Regions from separate parts of the Zea mays genome. Here regions 1 and 2 are each linked to region 3. Evidence: chromatin contacts called from public Hi-C data. All regions are on one chromosome and are shown on one strand. Each heading gives the region's core, a stretch centred on a gene start, on an enhancer-like site or on the middle of the called end of the contact. The rest is flanking DNA. Distances are from core to core; before and after follow the strand shown.

Evidence for each region. Hi-C and Micro-C count contacts between places; a contact is called where the count stands out from the background.
Region 1: a contact with region 3 is called in a Hi-C map of ear, with 3 times the contacts expected there. The contact joins the promoter of LOC100216778 here to the promoter of LOC100283649 in region 3. A contact is called at or near these places in 2 of 25 Hi-C or Micro-C datasets (both in ear).
Region 2: a contact with region 3 is called in a Hi-C map of ear, with 4 times the contacts expected there. The contact joins the promoter of LOC100273597 here to the promoter of LOC100283649 in region 3. A contact is called at or near these places in 3 of 25 Hi-C or Micro-C datasets (ear, leaf and tassel).

Annotation. Positions count from the first base shown.
Region 1 is chr9:73,635,614-73,638,313 of Zm-B73-REFERENCE-NAM-5.0, forward strand. It overlaps LOC100216778, which reads left to right and starts at 1,326. Exons shown (of 6, transcript NM_001143177.1): 1 at 1,326-1,495. The coding sequence starts at 1,447.
Region 2 is chr9:74,020,633-74,023,332 of Zm-B73-REFERENCE-NAM-5.0, forward strand. It overlaps LOC100273597 (putative cytochrome P450 superfamily protein), which reads left to right and starts at 1,415. Exons shown (of 4, transcript NM_001148013.1): 1 at 1,415-1,716; 2 at 1,843-2,700. The coding sequence starts at 2,095.
Region 3 is chr9:73,819,779-73,822,478 of Zm-B73-REFERENCE-NAM-5.0, forward strand. LOC100283649 (heat shock factor protein HSF30) reads right to left here and starts at 1,285. Exons shown (of 2, transcript NM_001369296.1): 1 at 848-1,285; 2 at 1-730. The coding sequence starts at 1,219. The coding sequence ends at 5.

The DNA.
Region 1 (2,700 bases), core at 76-2,575, 180 kb before region 3:
TGCAACTCAGATTTCAGAAAACACACATTTCAGATTTCAGAACATACACATAATACACATTTCAGATTTCAGATTTCAGAACATACACATTTCAGATTTCAGATTTCAGAACATACACATAATACACATTTCACATTTCAGATTTCAGAACACACACATAATACACATTTCAGTATTGTCTAACTGATGTAATACTACTGCTACACATAATACACATTTCAGATTTCAGAACATACACATTTCATAATGCATTTCTATGCAACTCAGATTTCAGAAAACACACATTTCAGAACACATTTGTGTGCACCACATATTTCACATTTCAGATTGTAGATTACATTTTAGGTTTCAGAACATAGATCCAGCCATGCATCAGTAGTGCACAGCATGTTTACAAGACCCCTACATTTTTCTACCCAATGACATCTCGCTTTTTCTTCTTCTGGTTATGAACCAATTCCTGCAACATTCCATAGATGGCTTCCTTTTCATGTCGCATAGCTTGTAAGCCAAGTAGTCCTTGTTGTCATCCACCTTGACATCCTAGTAGTTCTAGATCAGACTTAGGGATGGTGGCAATGGCATGGGGTACTATCTACCAGTTCAGCGACGAACATGGTGTGTAACTGAATTTTGTGATCCGCTTCTAACACCTTGTAATACACAACACCAACCTTGTGATCCATGTCTTTCAGCTAGTAAACTGAACATGGCGTGTAACTGAAACTGCACATGGCGTGTAAACTGAACATGGCGTGTAACTAAATTTGCTTGTAAACTGAAACTGCACTTGTTGCATGCCTGTATCCAGAATTGCACAGGCACTGAATTGCTGAATGATTGTGTCCAGAGTGTAAAATTCAGTTCTCGACTGCCATCACTGAGATGAGAATGTACTCTGCAAGTCTGAGCTTATTTGACACTTCCATTCAGACTTCAAAAATTGGCACACTGTGGCTAGGTGGATACACTACAGGTCGGTAGCATTCAGGATGGTGATGGCGCCCGACGAGGGATGACGATGGCGTGACGCTTAGCATGGGCGACAGTGCAGCTCTCCTCGATGGGATACAGACGGCGCGGTGGCGCTCGAGCAGAAATAGCAGAGGTGTTTTCTGTGTCCATGGAAAGCTCTCGGCATGACCTGTGCCGCTGTGCGCTATGATGGGCCTCAACTTTGTGCAGCCCATGTCACTTTTGTATAGTTATCGCTGGATCAACGGTGAAGGGTGCAGATTAGCTGACTGCTCTCTGACGTTGTCTAGTCTGAATCCCACGACCCCACCCCACGCCCGTCTTCCTCGCCTCAACGCCGCCACCCAATCCAACCGCCTGGACGCCACAACCCCGCCCCACCTCGGCGCCGCCGCTCCATCCAACTACCTCGACGCCGCCATCCATCCAACCGCCTCGGTGTCTGCTCCTCAATACCTGGCCGTGTTCAACATGCCCCCTGGAAGGATGGATGGGGCAAGGACATGCAGAGACCTTGGTGGTAAGTGACTTCAAGTTCTTCTCTCATTTACTGCTTTGCTATCGTTGCCCGGCACGGGTCGCCGATGCCGTCGCCTAGCACGGGCCACCGCTGCCGTTGCCCAGCACGGGCCGTCGCTGCAGAGAGATGTCTTTTATCCTTGCAAACACATGTGTATTTTTTGCAGCAGAGAGGTTTGAGGTGCTCAGATCGGATCCCCTATTCTCCTTTTTTATAGATGGATTCTATAGGTTATCTATCGCAGTGGTAAATAGAGATGCATAATTTAGTTATATGCTTATTTTTGTACAGATATTGTTGTCGCTAATGGCATATAGTGATTATCTAAAGATATTATGTCATAAGTTATGATTTTCTATATGATTTTGATAGTAGGAGTGTAGGACAGTACGTTAGAGCATCTCCAACAAATACCAAAAAATTAGCTCCCAAAACACAGACATTGGGATCTCCTTAAAAGTATTTAGGCCAATAAAAAAGGTAGTACTCCAACAGCTCCATATAGTTTACGTAAAACCTGTTTGATCGGTTCACAAATCTCCACCAGTTTGTTACCCGTCGTCCACTCCCACAAATGTTCTAGGTTTATTATTCAAAACGTACATACTGCTCGCTTGAACACATGTATTATTCGGAATGTGTTGTTGAACTGCTCGCTTGAACACAGGTAAAAAAGGTCTGGTTAGTATTCAGAACATATAGGTACAAATTAGTAGCTTAATTATTTACCATTTAGAATTCAGAACATACAAGAACAAATTGCTAGCTTCAACTGCTAGCTTTACTATTTGTGACACACATAGAAGATAACGGTACAGGCACTTCATTATAAATGCAGTTCACATAACAGATTAACAGCACAGGCAAAACACAGGAGTATCAGGCACACATACAGTCTGATTCACAATGTTGTGTTCCAAGTAAAAAATGTAAATATCAAGTGAATTGATTATATGTAACAGAATAACAACTTCAAGAAATCCACTCTAAATAAACACATATGCTGTCCAGTGTGTATTCTTGAACTATAATCAATTCCTTTATAATTTAGTCCATCCATTTCATTTTGTCATACGTTTACATGAATAGCTATTTCATCATGGAGTACAATTTTTACTGCTAGGCATCACAAATAACAGAGTTCAGAAAACATGAAGAATCTGGAGACATGCTTTTCTTTTTTCCCCTATAATATGGTTTGAGAC
Region 2 (2,700 bases), core at 165-2,664, 200 kb after region 3:
CATATTGTCTCTCTCTCTCTAGAATCTTGATAGGTTCCCGATAAACATCTACAAATTTTTATGTGCTGGTGGAAAATATCACCTAGGATCTGTGTGTTTCGAGCCTGTGTCCATCACTCTATCCATCATCTCTCGAGTACCTGTAAAACCCCAGTCTTGCTACGCAATGACACTTTTATTCTTGTCAATTACGTCGTGGCATCCATTCTTTAAAGAATTTGTGTGGGTCGGGTGTGTGTCGCGGTGGTGTGGGGAGGGGAGGATGTTCACCAATTGTCAAATGCATTTTTTGTAAGACATTAGTTTAAATGCTTTATAGGTCTCGTTATTTTTTGTTTGTATTGTGATTAATTCACCAAAAGTCATAATAGGGTTAGATTTTGTATGGGCCTTCTTCTCCTAAAGGTCCTCAACACTAATCCAATGACTATTTTCTATCTGGCTTCATATGTTGCGGGACTAATGCCGAAGATAATCTTCAGCCGAAACTGCTAACAGACACGTACACGAAGGTAGAAGCATTGGGCGGTTGCCGTGCGTACTCAACTAATGAAGCTAGACTAGACCATAAGGAGTCCTTGAAATTCATTTCGTCGTAGATAGAAGAAGGAAAAGACCACTATACCCTCAGCATGTATGATAGTCTAAATATATAGGCTTAAGGACACGATTGTAAATTCACCGAAGCTATATCCCGTGTCTATAAATAGAGGAACAATGTTTTGCATTGGTGAGACTTTTTTCGATCGGAACTCGATTTATTTCTCTTTATACGAAGGTATAATCTTTTTACCTCTCTCATTGTAATTTTACGAAGCTCAAGGTATTTATGCAAGTTCTTGTTTTATAAACCAAAGAAGAAATATAATTGAGTGACTTCGCTCACGTGTGAATTATATGTCTTTTTATTTAACTCTTATCTGATCACGCATCACTCTTGTCTACAATTAAATGTCTTACTTGTTTATGTAAATTCTCGTCTTCATCCTTTCAATCTACCTTCTCTTTGAGAATGGTGAGTGGAAAAGATGAGGATGAAACTCGATTTAATTGTATTGTCTTGATTTTTGATGTCTTTAGGGGATTGAAATTAAGTGACAACGGATGCATTTTCAGCACTACCGTGTGGTTTAGATGATTTGTTCCAATAGAATAGAATCTGAAACTTATCTGTAGTAATATATTCTTGCAAAAGCAGATGTCGATGCCATGATTCTTGGCTTGACCAGTTTCTGTTATTGTTTTTCTTTGACAACATGGAAAAAAGAACTTTTGCGTCTTCCCCTTTCCCTAGTTGCAAGAATGTGCTCGACACACCGGGTTCCACTCATGTCGTTGGTTACTGCAAACGTCGCAGCACTATCAAGGACAACAAATAAGCCCTTCAGACATCCTACAGTCTCAGGGGACAAACTGCGTATCTTGCGGATTGACAAGAGAGAAAGAGCATAGCAACTAGGATTAGGAAGCTGGGATCATATCATCAATGGAGATGGCAGGCGCCGCAGGAACGGAAGCATGGTTGCCGTACGTGACCACGGTGGCGTCCTGCGCCGTCGGCGTCTTCTTCCTGCTCTACTTCTACGCGCCACACTGGCGGATCAGGGACGTGCCGGGGCCGCCGGCCTTGCCCGTCGTGGGGCACCTCCCGCTGCTCGCCCGACACGGACCTGACGTCTTCGGCCTCCTCGCCAAGAAATATGGCCCGATCTTCAGGTGGCAAAGCCACAACGATAAGATCGAGACTTGATCTTGCAGAATCGAGTGCTCTATTTCAGCACTTCACCTAGTAGATGTTTTCATCAGGATTAAAATGGGAATGAGGTTTAGCCTTGGCTGCAGGTTCCATTTGGGGAGGCAGCCTCTGGTGATCGTCGCTGACCCAGAGCTCTGCAGGGAGGTTGGCGTCAGGCAGTTCAAGCTCATCCCCAACAGGAGCTTGCCGGCGCCGATCGCCGGCTCCCCTCTCCACCAGAAGGGCCTCTTCTTCACTAGGTGACTTTTAGTTCGTTCGTTTTCCTCTACGCATTTGGATCCACGAGCAGGTGCGCCACATAGCATTGCGATCTCGTCAGGGATGAACGGTGGTCGGCGATGAGGAATACAATCATCTCGCTGTACCAGCCATCGCACCTCGCCGGCCTCGTCCCCACCATGCAGCACTGCATCGAGCGCGCCGCGGACGCCATACCGGCGATGGTAGTTCAGGAGAACGGGCTGGTCGATTTCTCCGACCTCTCGCTCAAGCTGGCCACGGACATCATCGGTGAGGCGGCGTTCGGCGTGGATTTCGGCCTCACGGCGAGCGGTCCCGGCTGCGAGGCCGCGGAGTTCATCAGGGAGCACGTGCACTCCACAACCTCCCTGAAGATGGACCTGTCCGCGCCGCTCTCCGTAGTGCTCGGCCTCGTCGCGCCCGCGCTGCAGGGCCCGGTACGGCACCTGCTGAGCCGTGTCCCGGGGACCGCCGACTGGAGGGTCGCGCGGACCAACGCGCGGCTGCGCGCGCGGGTGGACGAGATTGTGGTGTCACGGGCGCGCGGGCGCGGCCAGCACGGCGAAAGGAGGAAGGACTTCCTGTCAGCGGTGCTGGACGCCCGGGACCGCAGTGCGGCGCTGCGGGAGCTGCTCACGCCGGACCACGTGAGCGCGCTCACCTACGAGCACCTCCTCGCCGGGTCTGCCACCACGGCGTTCACG
Region 3 (2,700 bases), core at 35-2,534:
CTGATCAGGGACTCGGCGAGGCAAGGCAGTCTATCTGCCGCACAAGCTCCGCAACCTCTTTCTCGTCCATCTCCGCCCACGGCTGCGCCAACTCATCAGTGGCAGCCGCGGCGGCCGCGACGAGGTCGTGCACCTCGGCGTCGATCTCCACCTGCTCCTCCCCGAGAAGCTCGTACCATATCATGTCCGTGGCGTTGGCTGTGTTGGAAATCTGCGCCGCTGCAACGGCTGGGATGGAAGCCACACCGACCTCGGCGCCCGCAGCCATCGCCAGCTCCTCGATGTCGAGGACGTCCGCTGGGTCAGGGCCGGCCGCAGCGGCATCGAGCAGCCGCCGCTTCCTGCCGGCCTCTACGTGCGCGCCACAGCGGCGCGCCAGCAGGCCGTCCAAGAAGGCCGGGTTCCGGATGGCGCGCGCCAGGAAGGCGGTGCACTGCTCCTGCCGCCGCTCCGTGCCCCGCACGCGCCGCTCCATGTCCAGCAGCTGCGCGCGGGCCTCCTCCTGCTCGCGCCGCAGCCGCGTCAGCTCCCGCGCCAGCGCCTCCCGGTCCCGCCGCAGCGTTTCGAGCTCGCTGTCACGGTCGCCGCCGGCTCCCGCCGAAGACGGAGATGCTGTGGATCCCGCGGCGCCCCCGCGCCGGCGCCGGATGTTCACGAGGAGGTGTCGCTGCCCCGCGAGGAAGTCGGTGTGCGCGAACTCCCACCTGTCCGGGCTCACCTTGCGGAATCCCTGCACAGCATTGCACGCGCGCGGACGGCAAACGGGCAAAGCACGTCCACGATAAATTAGTAAAGAGAATCAGCAAAATTGAATAGCAGAAGAATCGCATTAGTATACTACACTAACATTGCAATGTTTGTTAATTACGAATTGAGATATGTGATTACGGACGTAGGTGTTGAGCTGCCGGAGGAAGGTGGAGAAGTTGCCGTGCTTGAAGCGGCGCGGAAGGTGCCCCGCCGCGAAGGCGTGTGGATCCCACACCACGAAGCTGTTCCGCGCGGCGCCCCACGATATCACGGCGTCCGTCGCCGGGTCCTCCACAAGCTCGAACGTCTTCGCAAGGAACGGCGGAACCGCGGATCCCACCGGCGTCTGCCAAGGCTCCGGCGCCGCGCCGGCTCCCGGCCAGTGCCCACAAGCATCGCCGTCGCCGTCCAACACCACTACCACTTCGTCTTCCTCCTCCTGCTTGACCGTCACGTCTGGCCGCTCCATCCGGCGGAGGGCGCGGTGGTGAGATGAGTTCGTCGCGTTGAGTATAATAGGCTGGTGGGTGGGTCGGTGTTTTGGCGGGAGACATGGGTGGTGTTCTGCTATTTATAGGAAGGAGACAGAATGTTCTAGAAAGTACGAGAAGGAAGGATTGGAGGAGTAGCCGAGCAGGATCGGTGTCAGATATTTTCTATGGAAGCTTCTCACTGGCGCCAGAGCTCGCGGGAAGGTCTGGGCCTGGGCCGCGAGATAGTTTTGCTGCCTCGGTGGAGCGTCGTCTGGTCATTGGATTTCAAATTTTTTATCCTTTCTTTGCATGATTTTCTTTTATAGTGCTGCTACTCTGAATGATTTTGATTTGATTGATGGGATCGTGCTGGTCTGCCTTCAAACTGCTATAACATATATATATATATATAATATAATACTATAAAAACTGTACAAATCGATATAAATGAAAGCCAAACAAACAAACTATTTATCATGAATACAACGAAATCAGTACTCCTAATTGAATTTTTGTGTGAGTCTAATTTAATTTAATTAGAAAATCACTTAGATGTTTAGACTCTTTTAACTCTTAAACCGTCGTATTTACTTTGGCGAGTGGTTTTGGCTAAAGTTCTTTGTGGCACCACGTTTGGCACGAGAGCGATAGTTCTAGAAGATCAATTGGATTTTATAAAATGAAATGTAGAAAAAAATTAAAAATACATTTTTAGAACAATTAGTGAATTTTGAAAATATCTAAATCTGATTCTATGTTCTAAAATTTTGTTTCCTCCTGAGAAATATATAAAACTGGTTTCATATATGTTAAAGATACTCCACCTGAGAAATATATAAAACTGGTTTCATATATATATTTTAAAGATAATGTTCTAATACCATGAGGATTGAGCCACATCATCAAGCCATGTGACCTCTTTGTTGAGGAGGCACATTACGGTACGGTCTACAGTTTCGTTGGCCTATTTCTCTTGTCATGTGACAAAAAGATCAAGTGAGCCTGTTTGAATATCACGAACTAAATTTTAGTTCCATCATAAGAAATATTTGAATACTAGTTAGAAATATTATAATTAGTGAAAGCATCTAGATTCTTGGTTGATTTTAGTGATTAATGACAACATAAAATTATATGTGACTAATGTGTGTTTTGCAGAGAAAATGGTAAATTAGATCACATTACAGGAAGTTGCGCTGCAACGGTGAAAACAATCCCTCAAATGAGAACTTAAAGCGACAGCTGAAAAAGGCGAATCAAAAGATGAAGGTCTTCATATTCCAAGTATCGAAGGAGTTGTGGACAGTTGGTATAGAGTTAGGTATTCTATTATTATTTTAGCTGGTTGTGGATGAGTAGTTTGATCAAGAGAATTCTAGTGTAGTGTTGGTGCTTATTCACACTCACAACTAGTGTTAGGTACACTCTATAACACACTCACGAGTTAGAATGAAATCGGATATGAAAAACCTAAAGA